Regions from separate parts of the Mus musculus genome. Here region 2 is linked to region 1. The links are chromatin contacts, called in public HiChIP or PLAC-seq maps. All regions are on one chromosome and are shown on one strand. Each heading gives the region's core, a stretch centred on a gene start, on an enhancer-like site or on the middle of the called end of the contact. The rest is flanking DNA. Distances are from core to core; before and after follow the strand shown. Region 1 has its middle 140 kb from the start of Mir7025. Region 2 has its middle 140 kb from the start of Gm32727.

Region 1 (4,304 bases), core at 960-3,459:
AGTGACAGCAGATCATTGTTTCTGTTTTGCTTTTTTTCCCAGAACAACCACCACTTTGGGACTCTTGATTATGCAAATCAAAGGCACAGCTCCACCGATTGGAGCTGGGAAAACTCCAAAGTCAGTGTAGTAACCTGAACTCAAATATTTCATGTTCCGTTTAGTTGGGAAAGTGGATGGATGGTTCAGAGAGCTGTGTGTCTAGATTACTTGTCCCTTAGAGTGCAGTTGCTCATCTAAGCACAGCTTTCAACTGCTTCGTGCCCCTTTAATAGTGTATGTTTCTTGGGAAGGCTATGAATGTTTAGTGTTTAAATAGTTATCCGCAGCAACATCACAAAATAAATGGACTGGACTTAGTGCAGTCTACCCTGAAATGGATTGCTAAAGCCTTACATAGGATGCTGAAAGGCTCAGATTTGGGGGCCGGGAGAAACACCGTCAGACAAATGCACTGTAGTCTTGGGGGTAGGCATCCATAGGATGGGGCTTTATCACTAAAAACCCCATAGGATGGGGTTTCCTGATAAAAGGAAAAGGAAGATGGGAAGAGGGGATTCCTCCTGCCAGTGGCCATGGACCGCAGTCATTTCTGGCAAAGAAAACTAGAACTGAAAAAAATATATACCTCTTCTCTAGGACTTTGAATTTTAGCCTGGTCTTCAGACCCCATCAATGAATTCAGGACTGTAGGTGTTGACTTGATGATGTAAAGCATCAACCAGCACATGGCAACAAGGTGGAAGAGCTGCAGAGAGGCAGAGAAACTAGAGCAGTCCTAAATCTGGGTCTGACACTGAGAAATTTGAAAGCTCATGTTCATGTTGCCATATTGTCTCTCATCCTTCTTCTGATTAGATAACTAAGGACAAAGACTTCTCCAGTGTCTAGGGAGAAGAGGGAAAAACAGTATAGTGGTTTGAATATGCTTGGCCCATGGAAAGTGCTACAATTAGGAGGTGTGGCCTTGTTGGAGGAAGTATGTCAGTGTGTAGGTGGGCTTTGAGGGCTTCTATTGCTCAAGGTCCACCTAGTGTGGAAGAGTCACTCTCTCCTGGTTGCCTTTGGATCAAGATACAGAACTCTCAGTTCCAGCCCCAGCACCATGTCTGCCTATATGCTGCCATCCTTCCTGCTATGATGATAATGGACTAAATCTCTGAAACTTTAAGCCAGCTTCAATTAAATGTTTGTCCTTGTAAGAGTTGCCTTGATCACGGTGCCTCTTCACAGCAATAGAAACCCAAACTAAGACAAACAGAGTCTCTTCTCAAGGCCCAAACCCATATTAAGAGTGGAAGTCCTCAGGGATGGCTCTGCCCAAAGAATGGTAAACTCATAAGTATCATCATGAGTGAGATATGAGTCAAAACAGTAAAGAAGATGTGGGCCTGGGGACTGCGCTGTCATTGTCTAAATGTTTGCAAGCCACTCCTAGAGTTCATGAGTTGAAACCTGATGATGATAGTAGACAGTGGGGGGATTTGTGAGATGGTTGGAGTATGACAGGGCTTGTGCTAGAGAACCCAGAGAGCTTCAAGCTTTTGTACCCTGTGAGGACACCATAGAGGCATCCTCTATGATCCAGAGGCAGACCCTCACACCTACGAGTTGGCCAACATCTTGATCTTGGACTTCTCAGACTCTAGAATTCAGAGAAATAAAACTGTTGTTTAGAATCTCCTGGATTTTTACAGCTTTGTGAGACCCATCTAAATGAATAAAGGCTCTATCAGCCTCTGGAGCAGAAAGCCGGGAGAACAGCTGCACGACATTGTGAAAGGGACTCACTGCTGACAGCCTATCTCATGGGAGCTGAGGCACAATAATTTGGAGTCTTTTATGAATATGCACCATGTAGGTGTTCAGAATTCCAGTCTATAACACCTTAAAATATTGGATGAAATACTTTTAATATTTTAAATGCTTAGCTGAGTTGAAGACAGGGGAAGAATCCATCTAGGATAAAAGTAGCAAAAGCACGAATCCAAAGCAGAACCTGGATGTTGGAGCTGAATCTTGTCTTTAGGAAATCTGCCAATACATCGTTGGGTAAGTTTTTTTGTTTTAACAAGATATTAGCATAAAAGGGAGACCAACAACAAAGAGAATAATTTGTATGAAACAAGAAGGCAACAGAGACCCTTCCTGGAGCCAGTCTTCCAGAAGGCAACAGCCCCGATAAAGAGAAACTAGAAAAATAAAATTAATTTCACTGAAACAGAAAGTGAAAGTGCTTCCCTCTGTGAGCTTTGGGAAAATAAAGGCTCCTCTGAGAATTACCAGCCACAAGGTGAATGCCCTATAGGACTGGTATGAGTAAGTTTACATCCATTTAAATGCCTCAACTCAAGAATGGAGCATAAATATCACAGGCCAGTAATTCACAGGAGCCTAGAAGAAGCATGTTCAGATTTGTAAGGAGAGGGTAGGGAGATGGCTCAGCAACTAAAGTCTAGTGCTTGGCCAGAAAGCACTTGGGTCATCAAGCTGGATGCAGTGGCTCAGATCAGTAAAGGGAGCACACATACACACATGTACACACTCACACATATGCACACAGACATACACACATGTATACACAGACATACACATGCACACAGACATACACACATACATACATACACACACATATACGGACACACAGAGACATACATACACACACACACACACACACACACTCGCACTCAGAGAGAATAAATAAAGCTTTTTAGGAAGGAAGGGAGGAAGGAAGGAAGGAAGGAAGGAAGGAAGGAAGGAAGGAAGGAAGGAAGGAAGGAAGGATGGCAGGCCAGCCAACTGGCTTGATGTACTGATTTACTCTATGTCTCTTAACTGGAAACCAGAAAATCAATTATTGACCAAGCAGTGAAAGCTGGTATCTAAGTTCTCAGAAGTGACCAGGAATCATGTAGCCATAGGAAAGTTCACTGGGACACTAAGCAGGGCAGGGGTGAGGTGGGGTAGGGGTATCTTTAGGGAAATGAGCTTTAGTTAAGTCTCAAACAATTGTTATAGATAATGTTTTAATTACCACAAACTCACAATGTATATTAAAACATCACAGATACATGATGAAACAATCTCCCATGAACAGGAGCCAGCAGACATAACAGACACAAAATCACACCACAAAACCTGCACATGTTAGAACAATTAAACTCCAGCTGTAAACTGTGTGTATATATACGTGTATGTTTAAATAAATAAAAGAGAATACCACAACTGTAACCAAAAGACCAGAAAGACTCTTTAAAATGAAGGATATTTGGCAGTAAGGATTTACAGTGGGAGTTTAAGCAGAAATAAACCACTTATTTAGAGGGTAATGCTTATCTATTAGAAATACACATTTTATTAGTACAGATGAAATGATACAATGTATGAGATCGTCTTCAGAATTACCTGGAGTAAGAGAAGCAAATAGATATTCAGAAGAAACAAATTGATCTCGATTTAAATCATTGTTGAACGTAGGCAATAACACATGGGAGTTACCTTGCTATGCTTTTTACTGTTGCATATGTATTTCTTTTCTTATTGCTGTGACCAGACACCTGGGGAAAAAACCCACACAAATGAAAGAGGAAGAGTTTATTCTGACTGTGAATTGAGGAGACACAGTCCTTTGAGTAGGGAAAGGCATGGTAGTGGCAGGGTGAGGTACCTGGTCATATGGCATAGAGTCAGGAAGTAGAGGACAAAGAAGTGGGGTCAGGTTACAAAGCCTCAAGGCACACCCCCAGTTACCCATTTCTCAGTAGCGTGTAGTTTTTGCTATCTCTCCTCACCCCCACCCCAAGCTCCAGGAACTGGCCTTGCTCACTACTTGCCCAGTCCAAAGAATATTGGATCCATGAATGAAAAACACAGACGCACATGCCAGTTTGTCGTAAAATGCCTTTGCTAACTCAATGACTGGGCACTGCTAAACCTCCTATGCCACCCCAGGTATAATCCGATAGAGTGGCCAAAGGCCACCCCAACTGAAAACTCACATGGCTAGTTGGCTTTATCTAGTGCAGCTACTCTCTCCTCACTTCCCCTCCACCCTGTCCCACCCCCATTCCCCGCCCCATCCAAGCCCCTTCCCCCGCCCCATCCCTTCTCTAGCTTGCCTATGGGACAGGAAGTCCCGCCTATTCAGCCCAGCTTATTGGCTGCTCACATCTTTATTGATGGATCAAGAACCAATTGGGGAACAGGACCTTGGCATCAGAACCACTCCTACATTTCTCCAACTAGGCTCTGTGTCCTAAAGGTTCCACAGCCTTCCCAAACAGCACCATCACTGGAGAAAAGTG
Region 2 (4,304 bases), core at 1,256-3,755, 520 kb before region 1:
AGAGAATAACCAATCAGATGAGGAACATGCAAATGAGGTATAGTGCATAACCAATCCGGGTGTGAGACATGCCTCTCCTAGGCCTATATAAGCAGCACCAGTTCTGGGCTCGGGGTCTCTTCGCCTCTGCAATCAAGATCTCCCATTAAACGTGTGCAGAAGGATCCTGTTGCAGTGTCGTTCTTGCTGGCGAGTTGGGTACACGCAAGAGTGCCCTAAGGTGTATTTCTATTCTATATAAAAGAAAATAATAACGGGTTAAATGACTTGAATGGACTAATATCTGGTATATCCAGCATTAATGCCCATATTACCTCATTCTACAGCTTGCTACCTTTCTGCCTTTCTCACGTTGTTCGGGCCATTTTGTTCCTAAAGATATTTTAAGTAAGTAATTTATTGTTTGGTTTTATTTTTTTAAGTGTGTATATGTGTACATCTGTGTAAGGGTATGTGCAAATATACTACATGTATGCATGTGTACACATGCGCTGCTTGTACATGTTTGTGTGGATGCATGTGCATATTCACAGCATGTATATGTTTTTATGGACTCGTGCATATGTTTTACATGTATATGTTTATGTGGATGCATGTGTATATGTGATGGATGTACTTGTTTGTGTGGATACATGTGCATATGTGTTGCATGTATGTGGATTCATGGGTATATGTGTCCTATGTATTTTTGTGGATGCATATGCATATGCACCAAATGTACATGTTTGTGTGGACACATGTATGTATGTGCTGCATGAGCAGACCAGAAGGTGTCGTCATCCTCTCTCACCATCCACTTTACTCTTTTGAGACAAGGACTCACTGCACTGAAGCCCGTTACATTCACCGAGCTGGGTGATCAATGAGTGTCAGGAGATCTGCCCGTCTCTGCCTCCCCAGCCAGGGGTCATGCGTTGCATGCCTCTGCTGGCTTTTACATGGATACTGAACATCCAAACTCAGGTCATCATGTCTGCCCAGTCAGCACTTTACCAACTGTGCCATCTTTTCTGCCCCCTCAAGATCTCTATCGTGCTAAAATGATGCTATAATAGCAAGTAAGTTTCTTCTGCTTACCAAAGCCGAGAAGGAAACAATGGACCGCCATGTTGCAAGCCTGAAAAGTGTCCTTTCTTTCAACTTGTCAGCTTACACCACGTTCTGTCTGATACCCTTAGACCTCCGTTTCCTCCTTTGCCCACTTGATACTTGATGCTATTCATCTTTTTAAGGTTTCCACTAGGACTCCAATCTTTTCAGGCTGGGAAGCCCTGTGCTGAAGGCCAGCTTGGCTTAGCACCTTGCATGTTGTCAGTACAACAAGCCAGAGCCAGATGCAGCTCACTGAGCCGAAGAGCAACCTCTCTCCTGACAGCTTCGTGGGCAGAAAAGACACCTCCATCTGATGTGTTGTTCAGAGGAAAAGGCAAAGCGGAGTACAATGTGTATTGTATGCTATTATCTGCATATCTAAGAAGCAAGTCCATCTTTGAATGGTACATCTGTGTAGAAAAGTGATAGTTCCTCAGGTGGCTGAATTTGATGGCTGCCATGGTAAAAAGAAGCAGGAAAGGATGAATTATGGCTGACTATGCCTTTAATGCTTTTTATATTGCTTTCAAAATATGGATAAACTCTTTAAAGGAAAGGTATCTACCTCAGCCTATCATTTACGTGACTGCCATGTTTGTGTCTTAAATCTGCAGACATTAAAAAAAAAAAAGAATTATTTATTTTCTGCATAAGAGTACACCATAGCTGTCTTCAGACACACCAGAAAAGGGCATCAGATCTGATTACAGGTGGTTGTGAGCCACCATGTGGTTACTGGGAATTGAACTCAGGATCTCTGGAAGAGCAGTCAGCACTCTTAACTGTCAAACCATCTCTCCAGCAACAGATCTTCAGACTTTTACAAAATGATTTGAGAAGAGGAATTAGCCCAAGAGGAGGAGGCACTTTCTGGAATATTCTCTTTTTTTTCCATATTTGGGGCCATATAAGCATCCTGTAAGTCCCCGAGTGAGGACAACAAGGACAAAAGGAAGTGACCTGAACAGTAGCCCTTGGCTTCTACAATCGAAAGTGTTGCCTCGTTCACAGGCCCCAGTCTGTAGAGCCAAAGACCCAACCCATTCAGTTGGGTTTATGTTTAAAGACGCAACATATCCTCAGATTTTACTCTGAACAGGACAGTTCATTTGAACGTTGCCAAAGCCCTAAGCCTTAATGTTGCACGTGGCCCCGAAGCATGTTTTTCTGTTAAATTATAATCATCTCACCGGAGTAGATTGATTGTTTCAACAACAGCCATCTATGTCCATTCATAAAAAAAAATAAATAAAGCAAAGTAAATAAATCAACTTCCAAATCGCGTCCTTCTGCAAACACCAGCTGCACAGGAAGAGGAAGGCAGCCTGCGAGCAGCCCCTGGAGCACAGGCTGGGCTGGCGGTGGAGGAGAGCGGAGCCAAGCTGCTGCCAATACCATCTCCAGCCCACAGGAAAGAACCTCGGCGGAAAGCGAGGAGGCAGAACAATTGTGTGAACTTAGCTCCGGTTCTCACCCGCGAACATCTGGCCACCGCGTCATGTGTCATTTATTTGATTCAAACCTGATCTGGGATTACGCACCGTGACACTCTCTTCAAGAGGGCCGGGAAGGACGCCATCAGAGACGAGGGAGCACAGAATCACCTCAGTAGCAGAACAGTGGAGCGGCTGAGAAGCTGGGTTTCTGAAATCACCCATTCACGATGTCCATAATCCTGCCCACTCTTTTAAGGGGGACATCAAATAAAAGCTGGAAGCCAAGAGGTCTCTGGGAAAGCCCTCCTGTTGAGAACCGCAGGAAAAACCAACCGCGGAGGAGGATGTCATCTTGGGATTGGCCCTTCGGAGGGAAGAGCACTGCTTTAAACAGTGTGTTTGCAAACACAGATGTCAGGGACAGGCAGTTTATTTTTAGAGTTCCGCATATCACATTTCCCCACACTGATTCCCTTTCTTATCTTTTTCTGCATCAGAACAGCCAAACAGGATTCGAGTGATGCTTTGAGATGGCTCAGTTCCCTGCATTGTGTCTAGAGCCTCGAATGCAGCAGACGCTTAGCTCCAACGTGGCTGTAGTGGCTTCATCCTCACAACTTCGGTCTTTGAACTGGAAGACTTTGGATAACCGTCTCGTGGGCTTATTCGCTGGCAGTTACAAATCAGTCTGGTGGTAATTATGCCTGCAGATCAGCTATTAAGTTTATGTGCTTGTCAAAATTTGACTCTATGCTCCATTGAAATGTAATTAGAGCCACTTAGAGCTGGTCAGACGCCAATCTTAAGACTCTGACTGATCTTGATGACTACAGGATTCGTGTTCAGCTCACCCTGGGACACCCTTCCGCTATTCCACAGACATCAGGGACTGGGAGAGCAGGACACCAAGCTGAAAGGAATTGAAAGCCCTGAGGAGCCAAGGAAATCCAGGGAGGTCAGACGCCAAGTCTTACATTTCCTCTGGGCAGAAGCTACTGATGGCAGGATTTTAGATTGGAGGAGACTGGGCTGGCATACCATACATGTAAGAGACTTGAAGAGTTTTTAGTTAACAGTTTACTCTCTCTATAAAAACTCAGACAGGACTTACAATGCACTAACCCTGCTCTAAGTGTTTTGCAAGTATTTACTGCTTTTGTTCCCAAGGCGATGTTCTACATAAGGACGATCATTATACCCAATTATTAGGTGGGACATTGAGTCATAAAAAATTAAAATAACTTGCATAGAGCAAAAGGAAGACTTTTAAACACTTCTTCCACCAAATACGTTATTTCCTCTGCTAGAGATGTAACCCCCCACTCCGTTTGTTTGGCAAACTCTTCCTCCTCCTTCAGCATTAAAACTCAAAGGCCACTTCATCTGCCGTCAATGAACTAGTGACCTGGCCTTGATTCTGACTTCCTCTACCTCTCTGGCGAGGCTTATGCACGTCTCTGCTAGCCATGAACACATTCTGTTTCAGCAATTTAACCTCTCTGTCTGTAAGTCAAAGGCCACATCTTACACTTCTTGGCTTCCCTCTCCCGAGTATATACTGCCTGGAAACCAGCAGGCACTCTTGCAAATTCTGCCTCAAGCTCCTTATCAGACTCCATTCTCACTTGCCCTTTAGGATCCAGCATAGAAATGAGCTCTTGTAGAAGCCATCCTCCCCCGATAGACCTGGGCTCTGATGCCTCTCCTGCCTCATTGTCAAGTCACCGCGGTCCTGTGTACAGCATGACAGGACAGTAATGCCTGAGTGCCTGCCTC

What was found. HiChIP or PLAC-seq counts read pairs in DNA pulled down with a chosen protein or histone mark.
Region 2: a contact with region 1 is called in an H3K4me3 HiChIP or PLAC-seq map of bone marrow-derived macrophages, with 8 times the contacts expected there. The contact joins two enhancer-like sites. A contact is called at or near these places in 1 of 484 Hi-C or Micro-C datasets (bone marrow-derived macrophages), 1 of 115 datasets of contacts at active chromatin or transcription factors (bone marrow-derived macrophages) and 1 of 9 other capture datasets (embryonic stem cells).

What each region holds. Positions count from the first base shown.
Region 1 is chr5:75,314,141-75,318,444 of GRCm38.p6, reverse strand. No RefSeq gene overlaps it. Among named protein-coding and RNA genes, the nearest start is that of Mir7025, 140 kb to the right of the region's middle. Within about 2 kb of position 2,209, at least 26 of the 459 cell types and tissues checked have an H3K27ac peak or open chromatin away from gene starts, as enhancers often do. A contact at or near this core is called in bone marrow-derived macrophages, where this site is marked.
Region 2 is chr5:75,834,017-75,838,320 of GRCm38.p6, reverse strand. No RefSeq gene overlaps it. Among named protein-coding and RNA genes, the nearest start is that of Gm32727, 140 kb to the left of the region's middle. Within about 2 kb of position 2,505, at least 92 of the 459 cell types and tissues checked have an H3K27ac peak or open chromatin away from gene starts, as enhancers often do. A contact at or near this core is called in bone marrow-derived macrophages, where this site is marked.